2 separate regions of the Sus scrofa genome follow, and region 2 is linked to region 1. Evidence: chromatin contacts called from public HiChIP or PLAC-seq data. All regions are on one chromosome and are shown on one strand. The core of a region is the stretch at or near the end of the contact, and the rest is flanking DNA. Distances in the headings are between cores, read along the strand shown.

Region 1 (5,568 bases), core at 1,859-4,358:
ATAGTTTTCCCTAGTTTAATCCTCATTTTTATAACATAAACTCTCCTAAACTTTATGGAATCTTGGGCTAGAACATGGGTTCTCAACTGAGGGTTCTTTTGACTCCCAGAGCCATTTAGCCATGTCTAAATGAGACATTTTTGGTTGTCAAACTGGGTGAAGGCATTGCAAATGGCATCTAGTGAGTAGAGGCTAGAGGTATTGCCAAATGTCCTGTGATGCACAGGACAGCCCCCATGACAAAGAATTATTCACTTTAAGTGCTCTTAGAGCCCATGTTGAAGAACCCTGAGTTAAGGTGACTGCAGACTTTTCAATCAAATCCTGATATTTTGGGGAACGAAAGATGGCCTTCTCAGCAATTAAGCTTAGTTGGCAGGTGTAACTGGAACTAGTATTGCAGGCACATAGGATCTACGGTTCCCTATTTGAGTTTGTTTTGTTTTAGACTGATGAGCTATTATTTGTAAGTATAATTTGAATTTTCTTTCTTTCTTTTCTTTTCTTTTTGACTATGACCACTATGTGGAAATTTCTGGGCCAGGGATTGAACCTGCGCCACAACAGCAACAATACAGGATCCTTTTCCCGCTAAGCCACCAGGGAACTCTTAATTTGCTTTCCTGACTTACCTGTGGCCTTTTTTAATCAATTAGACTCTTAGTTACCCAAAGATAGGTGGTATAGCCTTTCTATTTTCCTCTCCTCCTTCCAGGACTTAATACAGAGCACTTACTTGGTAAACCTTCTTGACTGACTGTGCTTATTTATAATCTCTGTTCATAACTAGGTTCTTGACAAAACCTACTATAAACTTTTCAACAATCAATTATGTTACGCATCAAAAAATGTGGGAGAAGTGATGGGGGAGGATTCAATAAGTACCATTGAGCATAATGTAGAGAAGATTCTACCTTCTATGATATGTAATTTAATGAAATATGCTAAGCAAGTACAATCCCCTTAATTAGTACTCAGCTAAATTACTCATGTTTACTGTAAATGTTCTTACTACACAAAATGTACTTCTGTTGAATTAGATAAAATTTTATTTCCTAAGTATTCATGGTTATATATGTAAAATGAACAAAAATACATCAAGATCCCCAAGCCCTACCCCGGATGTAGTAGATGTATAATAAGTATTAGTTCTGTTAATACTCCCATTTACATATAACAGTTTAAAAATAATTTTAAGCCACTTAAATTTATTTTTTACTCTTTGAAATATTGATTCTAGAAGATAGTTAAAGTTGTTGAGATGGTTACAATTGATTGGTTTATTCATTTTCTAGAGCTCTGTAAGAAGATACCAAAGACTGGGTGGCTTAGACAGCCAAAATTTGTTGCCTCACAACTCTGGAGACCAAAGTCTAAAATCAAGGTGTTGGAAGTTTTGGTTCTGTTCCAGGCCTGTCACCTTGGCCACAGGAATACATTTCTGTGTCTCTTCACATCTTCCCTCTATATGCATCTCTGTGTCCAAGTTTCCCTTTTGTATAAGGACAGCAGTCATTCTGGGTTAGGACCCATTCTGATGATCTCATCTTAACTTAATTACCTCTATAAATACAGACCGTGTCCCAAGCAAGATCCCTTTCTGAGGTACTCGGCATTAGGACTTTAACACAGGCCTTTAGGGGGACACGACTGATCATTAAGGAAATGGCATAAAAAGATTATTAAGCTAACTTTAAATTCTGTAGGAAAAAAAAAACAATTTTATCATACCTTGCTATAAAGACAAAACTGAGGAGTCAGTATAGTTTGAAAATATAAGTGATGAACCTCATGTTATTGGAGGCCACTGTATTGCAGGATAGTACTTATCTTTAAAAATACTGTAAAGAATTTTCCTGAAGAGACCACATAGACAAAAACATTTACATCTTTCTTCCAAATATCTCAAAACACTTTACCTGCCTTGTATTTATGTTTTTGTCTCAAAATTTCTGGAGTTGGATATGGGACATCCTATGGGTGACAAAATCGAAATGAATGGACGTAAGATCATTTGTTTCACATAATCTTCATTTTTTTTAAAAGCAGAAATGAATTTTTTCTCTGTGTTTGCTTTATTGGAGGTATGTGTGCTTGACTGGTTAGAGCATGAAAGAGATTATGAGATCCCAGGTCTGTTGATCTTTAAATGGATTGTATTCATGAAATAAGCAGGGTAGAGGTGTGTCTTAGAGAAGCCCAAGGATGGACCAGGCTGGGACCTGAGCCAGGTAAGGGCTTTGGCTCCCCCTCAGGGCGAAACACATTCCATGGCTGCTGTTTGCATCAGGACAGAAAGAGGAAATTTTGAAAATATATACATTTAAATAAAGATACATGTGTATCTCTTTAAATTCCCTCTACTTAACCTGATGTGTATATGTTATAAAATATATTATATAGCTATATTATAAAATATGTATAATATTGTATAATATTACACTGTCTGAAAAGAATGATGGGTTGGGAGCTGGGTTTCAGCCTCCATTCTGCGGTAGAACTTCTGAGTGACTTTAGGCAAACCCCTTAGCCTCCCCAGCACCTGCTTTCTCAGCTGCAAGATCAGAATGTTAGCTTGGATGCCCGCAAGGTCCTCTGCAACGTTACAATCTTATGGAGACTGTTCCAAGAATTAAAAGTGATTTTTTTTTAATGTGATTAACTCCTAATGCTGAATCAGCCCTTAAAGAACAGTAAATCGGCAACCTTGTCCCTGACTTGTTCGTTTAGGAAGACTTGTATGGGGAGGGGTGGAGGGATAGGGAACATCACTGTTTTTTAAAAAAGAAAGAAAAATGCAGAGTTCTTCAAGACACCTAGCGCTGACCTTCTCACCTGGCCCATCAGCTGCCTTTCCACCTCCCCGCCTCTCCCCTCCTCAGCTTCCACTCCTGGAATAACCATCAGCTCAGCAGAGGGCTGGCCAGGACAGCCGCGGTTTTTAGGTTACGGATTCCAAAAGCAGGAGAGTAAAAACGTCTGCACCCGGAGTTTGCCTCTTCTGAACAGTTTCCCCGATCGTTAAATGAAGGGAAGTTAGGAGGAGCGGGCTCGAGGACTGGACTGTTTAAACAGAGGCCCCTTTATCTGCTTCACCCCCTACCGCAGGGCAGCCTCCGTGAGTTATCAGAGTGTCATTAAACGGGGACAGCTGCTGGTAAACAAGGAGGATGTCGACGACACCAGCGCCTCCGTCAACAGGAATTTCACTTTAATCTGTCCCTTGCTTAAAGAAACACCCCTCTCTTTCTCTTTCTAGCGTGCATCATTTATTTATCTCCGTCAACGCGCAGATAGAAGGCTGGTACTGGCTCCGGAAAGCCCCCTGGGATAGAAAATTAATAAGGTGCTAGGGACATTCACCTTAGGTCAATTCGAGGGGACGCGGAGAGAAATGAGAACTTGCCCAGGAGTTCCCTGCTTAGCTGGAAACCGATCCTACATATTTATAAAGGTGAAACTGGAGGGCTGCCAAACGCCTGCATTTAAGTGATTAACAAATGTTTCTCTTTAAGTGGACACCTCTTGTTCTAAATATATTTGACAAGAATGCAAAGAGTCATCTGGAGGGCGGAAAGGGCACAGCTCTGGCCTTCTCTTGCGAGGCCAGCAGGATCGCAGGCCTGGCCCCGGCCGGCGCGCTCCCCGCCCGGTGCCAGCCGAGTTCACGTCGCCGGCGGGCAGGCTGCCAGCGCCAGCGGCTCCCCGCTGTTTAACGACAATGGATTTACTGCTTCTCTGCATATTGGTGTTATTTTGTATAAACAAGGTTAACACTCCTTTTAAATTAAATGCACCACCTGGTGACTGAATGGGTGACCTTGCCAGCTCTTTTCACCTGGCTGGGAGAAGCCCAGGCTCTCTCTCTGATATCAACCCGGAGCTCTCCTAGGAATCTCAATCCTTCCTTATTTAAATTGGGTTTCTGGAGGCAGCCTGCCGATCCCTTGCGCTAGGAGGCCAGCAACGAACCCAGGTACTAGGTGAGCGGGGCAGGTGCGCCCCATCCCGCCATCTTGCACCTTGCCCGCAGGTCGGATCCAGGCCGGGTTCGGCCCTGCAAGGCTGCCGCAGCACAACTCCGGGGACCGCCCTGGTGGGTCCGGCAGTTGGTATTACAGGAGAGTGACAGGCAGCCTTGCGGGCCCTGCCAAGACTGCCTCCGAAAGAGGGATCTCCAGAGGGGGCAACACCGTGAAAAAGGTTCTTTGTGTTTCACTCTAGCGTGGTATTGATCTAATATAGTGCTCGGCACTCTCCCCACCCTCTAGGAATTTGAACACCTGGAAAAATTTTCCCGGCTTTACATTTGAGGAAATTTAATGGTGTAAACAAACTCAGCAGGAAGCCCCCTTTGATATGAAAAGGCAGAGATCTGTGTTGCGGAGCTGAACTGGCTTGAAACGACTTTGCCTGGGAATGGCCATTCTGCAAACAGTTTAAAGATGGCTTGGAGTGGTTTAGGGAAATTTAGACAGCACTGTTTTGGAAGCATCTAGAAATTTCCAACAAAATAAACTTTAGCTACTCCTTTAATTAAAGGCATCTTCTCACCTCCTCCTTGCTATTTGCCACCTGAATTCCAGCAGAATTATTTACTGTTTCATTTTACCTTGAATTCTAGACCTGTTTGTCAGCCATATTGCTGTGCAAATAAGAAGATCCAACCTGGAGAGGTGCTGTGACTCTGTCAGAGTCCCTTGATCCAGAATCCAAGGCTGCAGGCCTGGAAGTCCCATGTGGTCATTGTTGCTATTGTTGTCATGTTGTGAAGGAATTCTGCCCCATCTACCCAGAGTATATTGCATGAGCTATCGATGCTGGAAATTTGTTTATATTCTTAGTAGCACAGAAATAACTGGTCATATAGCTTTTTTCTCTTACTTTTTCCCTGCTGTCTCCCATGGTGGATGGAAATTCCCAGGCCAGGTGTTCAAGGATAGAGTCCAGTGGGAGCTGTGATCTGTGCCACAGCGGCAGCAATGCTGGATCCTTAACCCAGTGCCTGGGCTGGGGATTGAACTGGCACCTCCAGAGAGACAAGCTGGATCATTAGGCCCACCACTCTACAGTGGAAACTCTTGCTCAAATAGCTTCTGCTTAGGGTTTTCTTAGTAGCTCACATTGGAATCATGGAAATGACTCTACAATTAGTGATAGAATTTTAATTGGTAAAACTAACAATTTTATAAAGATTTTATTAAAATTAAGTCTAAATTCAGATTTATTAATACTTTTCAACATTTGAGGTAAAACACGCCATTTTTTTCCCCTTAAAATGTACATTTTGTGTGTGTGTGTGTGTGTGTGTGTGTGTGTGTGTTGGGGGGGAGGGATATAAAACAACTTAACATTCATAAAATCCATTGTTCATAAGTTATAGCTTGTTTTTTAATGTCATTAAATGTTTAGTGTGGACAGATTGGTTTTGGGGAACACAAAAGTGAATAAAGCACCATCAGGAACTTGATTAGTTAAGGACACAGGGAATGGATATATACATAAAGAACCACTGTGGTTGAAGGGAGCACAATGCAAAAGGTACAGAACTCTGGGCATCCAAGGACC
Region 2 (5,568 bases), core at 1,847-4,346, 240 kb before region 1:
CCAGTCCAGTCACAACCACAGCGGGTGCAGCGAAACAGAGAGACCTGGCTGTGTGTTAAAAAGGCTGAGGAAGAACAAAAAAGCTGCCAGTTTTCATAAGAAACCTTATCCCAAGAGCATTCAGAACTGTAGCCTGACACCCGCCACGCTACCCCCGCGTCCCACAACCTGTCGATCCCAGCCTGGGATTTGGAAGCTGCTGAAACAGAGTGGACAGGAAAGAAAAAAAAAAGAAAAGAAAAGAAAAGAAAAAGGCCTGCTACGGGGCATAAAACCGTACTTTGCATCCGATCCTATTATGTGAGGGAAAAATTCCCCACAGATGATCCTCAGAACATTTATTTATCAAAATTTCAAGGAACATCTTAGAACCAATGACCTCCTTTAAATATAGAATTTTTAAAATACATGAAACAAGGGCACAAAGACGCCCAGCTCTTAAAAACCACTAGTCTGTCTATTTTGAGTCACACAGTGTCATTGGTATTTTAATATAAATTATAGAATATATAGTATAGCATATATAGTGTAGAAAATATTATACATTATATATGTCTAGTCATACTAATACGAGAATTGCTGTTTTTGCCATACTATCCAATGTAATTCTTTGGGAGGTCATTCTTGGCTTTTCAGACAACCCCAAATCATACATTATAAGTGATCAGGTGTCACTGACCTCCTCAAGCCCAGTCTTCCAGTAAACTCCAGGATTTCGTCTGTACTCTGAGCCCTCACCAAAACGCAGACAGGGAAGTCTATTCATCATCATCGAAAGTGCCTAGTTTGGCGAGCAGAACCTGGGTGTGAATCCTTGCTTTGTGTCACACAAATTGTGTGTCTTGGACTTGTTGCTCACCATCTCTAAGCCTCAGTTTTCTCATCTACATCCTAAAGTTAATAGTTTCTTCTTCCTTGTGATGCTGTGCAGACAACACTAAAAAAGATGTGGGACATACATAGCACAACGTAAGAGCTCCACTGAATGAATGAATGAGTCTAAGTGTCACACTGGGTGGTACATAGTAGGCACTCAAGAAAAGCTTCCTCTCCTTTTTTTCCCCTCTCTTCTTCCCCACCACAGCCTAATAAGTTACTGCTCATGCAAACCTATGTCTATTACAAAAAATACTGCCTTTAAAGAAAATAACTTAAATATTATTCCATTCCATAAATGGCCACACATTTAACAGAGCACATTTAAAGCTGTCTTTATCCTTTCATCATTGTCACAGAACAGGTAAGGATGATCTATTCAGAAGGAAAATAAAAAACTAGGGAGTAGGAAAGGAGCTCAACTAGACATTTAGTCAGGTCTGATGAAGAGCCATTTCCAGTGGAGATTTGAGCTGAGTTCAAGATCTCTGTCTCTCTGACTGTTAATGTACAGTGCTGAGGGGTGACCATATCAAGAAGCCAACTGCATGATGCATCTAAAGTTCACATAGATTGTCATTCTTGGAGTTCCCGTCGTGGCGCAGTGGTTAACGAATCCGACTAAGAACCATGAGGTTGTGGGTTCTATCCCTGCCCTGCTCAGTGGGTTAAGGATCCAGCGTTGCCGTGAGCTGTGGTGTAGGTTGCAGATGCGGCTCGGATCCCGCGTTGCTGTGGCTCTGGCGTAGGCCGGTGGCTACAGCTCCGATTGGACCCCTAGCCTGGGAACCTCCATATGCGCGGGAGCGGCCCAAGAAATAGCAAAAAGACAAAAAAAAAAAAAAAAAAAAGAAGATTGTCATTCTTAGTTTGTGAAAAACTGAAGGTCAGGTGCAATTCTGGTAATGCAGTAAAACTAGTATGTTTCATGGTAAGAAGTTTAGGTATAGAAAACGATCTCTCCCCTCTCTGATAAATTCAGCTTCCTTGTCATGTTTTGTTTGTTTCCACTTTTTCAACACGAGGACCCTGGTTCAGAGGAGAATTAGTCATGTTAATCATATTAAAAAATTACATCACTCGAAAAGACTTCTACTCATTCTACAAAAGGTGGTCTAGGTCACATTTTAAAAAGAATGCATTCTTGAACAGGAAAAAAATGCAGTAGGTAAATTTGAAATGTATGAGTAATTCAGCAGAGAATCATACATTCCCTTTTACATATATTCTGATATAAAAATGTTGCTTTATCATTGCTAAGTAACTCTCAGTGGCACATGTAATTCCCTGAAAGCTCTGACAGGAGATGCAATATTGTGTTTATTAGAAGAAAGTAACAACTGAAGTTGAATAAATTTGGAAAGAGCACATGAAGATTTGGATGTATGTAGGAAGTGACTTTTTTCAGTTCCCAAAGTAATCTTCTCTGGTTTGAAGCTGCAATTAGAATATGTTGCATGTGGGAAAGGAAGAAAGAAAAAAAAAAGAACAGGATTTCTACCAAGTTCCCACGATTTGAAGAGCTTGTGTGTAAAAATTTGGTACTGATGGGGACAATGCACCACTTCTATTTGTATGACAAAATCAGCAAAAACACAAGATTTCCTCTAAATATAAGTTGAGGTAGTAAGTCAAGTATTAAACGGAAGCTAAAATGGATAGACACACACCCAAATAGACATGATTCTTTTTGTCTTATCAAAGATAATAGAAAAATAATATTTTTAATAAGTCTAAGCTGCCTTCTGCCTTCCAACTCTCTCCCTTTTATGTAGAGAGCTGATCGTAGCAGCCCCTTACATCTGGCTAATTTTGTGGTCAGTGAATCTTGTTTGACAGAAATTCTTTTTCCAAAAATAAGGTACTTTCTCTGCTCATCCACATTTTCCTCGACTTGACTTCTCCCTCCCGTCTCCCAGGCACGTCAGATTAGAGTATCGCATCAGCCTGCGTCGAATCGATTTAGGACACGAAGCATTTCCTCAAAAATTAAATTCCCCGTGAAAACGTACCAGGAGCAACAACAACCCCAGAAAAGCGATATGGGAAAAGTGCCAGAACTCGAGCTAAAATGAAGGCTGAATCCTTGATGTCAGGGAGAAGGGGAAAAGGGTCAGACAGAGAAGTGAAAGGAAAAGGAGGGCAGGAGGAGACACGCGAAGGAGAGAAGGGACCCAAATTAGAACAAGAGGCTATGTTTATTAATAACCTTGCTGACCCACGGGCCCCTGACACAAAATACATTAAGTATTGTTGGGACTCTCTGCTCTGTCACTCACAGGGAGGAGCACATAAAATGGTGTTGGAAGCTGCAAACTTTTCCAGAACAGACAAAAAAGAACCAAAAAAGAAAAGCTAGAATAAGGTGAAGACATAGACTCACACAGGGTTGAGAAGCTCCCTTTATTCTTCCGAAGTATCCTCTCGCAGGCAGCCTACCTCACACTTCCATGCTTCCGGCCAACTAGGATTTAAAACACACAGGAGATGATGTTTTTCTTGACTGTAAAAATACATACCTGTCTATCCCAGAACGTTTCGAAATTATAGAAAAGCACCAAGAAGTCAAAAAAATTGCCAGTAGCCCTATCGCTTAAGTAGAATCATTGTCAACCCGTTGACATATATTTTGTCATCTTTTCCCTCTCTTTTTTCACATGCGTGTATTTGTTCACTGGAAAAGTAAGACTGAGGTCCTGCGGTAATCCACTATTTTGGAATCTGGTTTTCCTATCTGACAAGTCATAATAAATATTTGCTCGTGTTGTCAAAACTATTTGTAAAACATGAGTTTTGTGTTGGCATCATATTTCCTTATTCATTCGTATCATAATTCATTTGACCTCTAGAGAGATATTCATGTTGTTTGTAACTTTTCGCCCTTTTAAATTGTTTGTGTGCATCTCTGTTCCCTCTGGAAATTACTCCGAGTGGAATTCCTGGGTCAAAGGCTTTTTGGGGGGGCGGCTACAGTTTGCAGAGTTGCCCTCAAAGTATTCACGTCAGTTTAGAGCCCACTTGCAGTGAACGAGAATACAGAATTCACAAACCGTCATTAATTCTTCCTCAAAGAAACTAGAACCTACTGTGATTTGTATTTCCTTGATTATTTGTGATAGCTTGTTTTGTGTGTATGTTATTTGCCTTTTACTTTAATTTCTACCTATTTAAACTTGTAAAAGTTCTATTAAGACTTTTTTTTTTTTTTTTTTTTTTTGCCTTTTTTTTTTAGGGCTGCACCCATGGCTTATGGAAGTTCCCAGGCTAGGGGTCAAATCAGAGGTACAGCTGCCGGCCTGCACCGCAGCACAGCAATTCGGGATCCAAGCCACGTCTGCAACCTATGCCACAGCTCATGCAACACCAGATCCTTAACCCACTGAGTGAGGCCAGGAATCGAACCCGAGTTCTCACGGATACTAGTCGAGTTTGTTTCCACTGAGTCACAATGGGAACTCCCTCTTTTAATTGTGTTCATTCTTTACATATTAAATTGAAAAAGTTCTTTGCATAGTAAGTTTATTAACTTTGCATAGTAAGTTTATTTCACTATTGTGGATTGCAAACATCTCTCTATTTTATCATTTGATTTTTAACTGTTAAAGGATTTTTAATGTATATGTTTATGAATTTAAGTAAATGCATATTTTCATTTATCCTTTCTTCCTCTGCTTTTATGTTTAGAAAGGCCTTGCACATCCCAGGGGCAGGTAAATATTAATCTGTATTTTCTACTTGTGCTTTTGTGGCTCAGTTTTATTTTAAAAAAACATTTAAATTTCTCATATATTTGGTCTGTGTGGTAAGAATCTATTTACTAGAGCCTCTTTTCCTCACTAATCTAAATATTGTATGTTATGGGAACTACTGCTGTATTTTAAATTTTTTATTTGTTGTCTTTCTGTCCCCATCACTCTTTTTGCCACAATCCTCCTTTTTTATTATCACAATTTAAGGATATGCTTTCATAGCCAGTAATGCAAGTCTTTTTTCTCATTACAATTATTTTTCTGGGTTATGCCTCCCTATTTGTTACCGCATAAGAACTCAAGTTCAAAATGTAAGGGAAGGAGTTCCGTCGTGGCACAGTGGAAATGAATCTGACTAGAAACCATGAGGCTGTGGGTTCCATCCCTGGTCTCCCTCAGTGGGTTAAGGATCTGGTGTTGCCGTGAGCTGTGCTGTAGGTCACAGACACAGCTCGGATCCTGTGTTGCTGTGGCTGTGGTGTAGGCTGGCAGCTGTAGCTCTGATTCGACCCTGGCCTGGGAACTTCCATATCTGGTGGGTGCAGCCCTATGAAAGCAAAAAATAAAATAAAATAAAAAAAACAAAATGTAAGAGAAGACAATTGATAGGTTAGTGTGTGAGGATCTGGGCTTTAATATTGAGTTTTCTCATTTAGAAGTAAAGCCTGCCTTCTCTTTCATCTTTTCACATGAACTTCTGCTACAGTCCTAGTTTCTTCATGTAGTTTCTCAGTGTGCGTACTCTCAAATTTATTCACTGCTACTGTGAATACAATTTCTCTGTTAAATCTTAAAATTGCTGAGAAAAGTTATCTACTTATGCGTTTTATTTGGTATTTTCCTACTTTACTGCTTTCCTATTCAAATAGTTTGCCAATTGATTCTTTTACGCCATCTAAGTAAATGTTATCATCTGCAGTAATGATCATTTTGTCCCCTTCCT

The links. HiChIP or PLAC-seq counts read pairs in DNA pulled down with a chosen protein or histone mark.
Region 2: an H3K27ac HiChIP or PLAC-seq map of skeletal muscle shows a contact between it and region 1, with 4 times the contacts expected there. The contact joins two enhancer-like sites. A contact is called at or near these places in 1 of 47 Hi-C or Micro-C datasets (embryonic fibroblasts) and 1 of 2 datasets of contacts at active chromatin or transcription factors (skeletal muscle).

The regions. Positions count from the first base shown.
Region 1 is chr7:83,350,478-83,356,045 of Sscrofa11.1, forward strand. No RefSeq gene overlaps it. Among named protein-coding and RNA genes, the nearest start is that of NR2F2, 260 kb to the left of the region's middle. Within about 2 kb of position 3,109, at least 29 of the 83 cell types and tissues checked have an H3K27ac peak or open chromatin away from gene starts, as enhancers often do. A contact at or near this core is called in skeletal muscle, where this site is marked.
Region 2 is chr7:83,113,960-83,119,527 of Sscrofa11.1, forward strand. All of the region lies in intron 1 of LOC102160410 (atherin-like), which reads left to right. Among named protein-coding and RNA genes, the nearest start is that of NR2F2, 26 kb to the left of the region's middle. Within about 2 kb of position 3,097, at least 1 of the 83 cell types and tissues checked has an H3K27ac peak or open chromatin away from gene starts, as enhancers often do. A contact at or near this core is called in skeletal muscle, where this site is marked.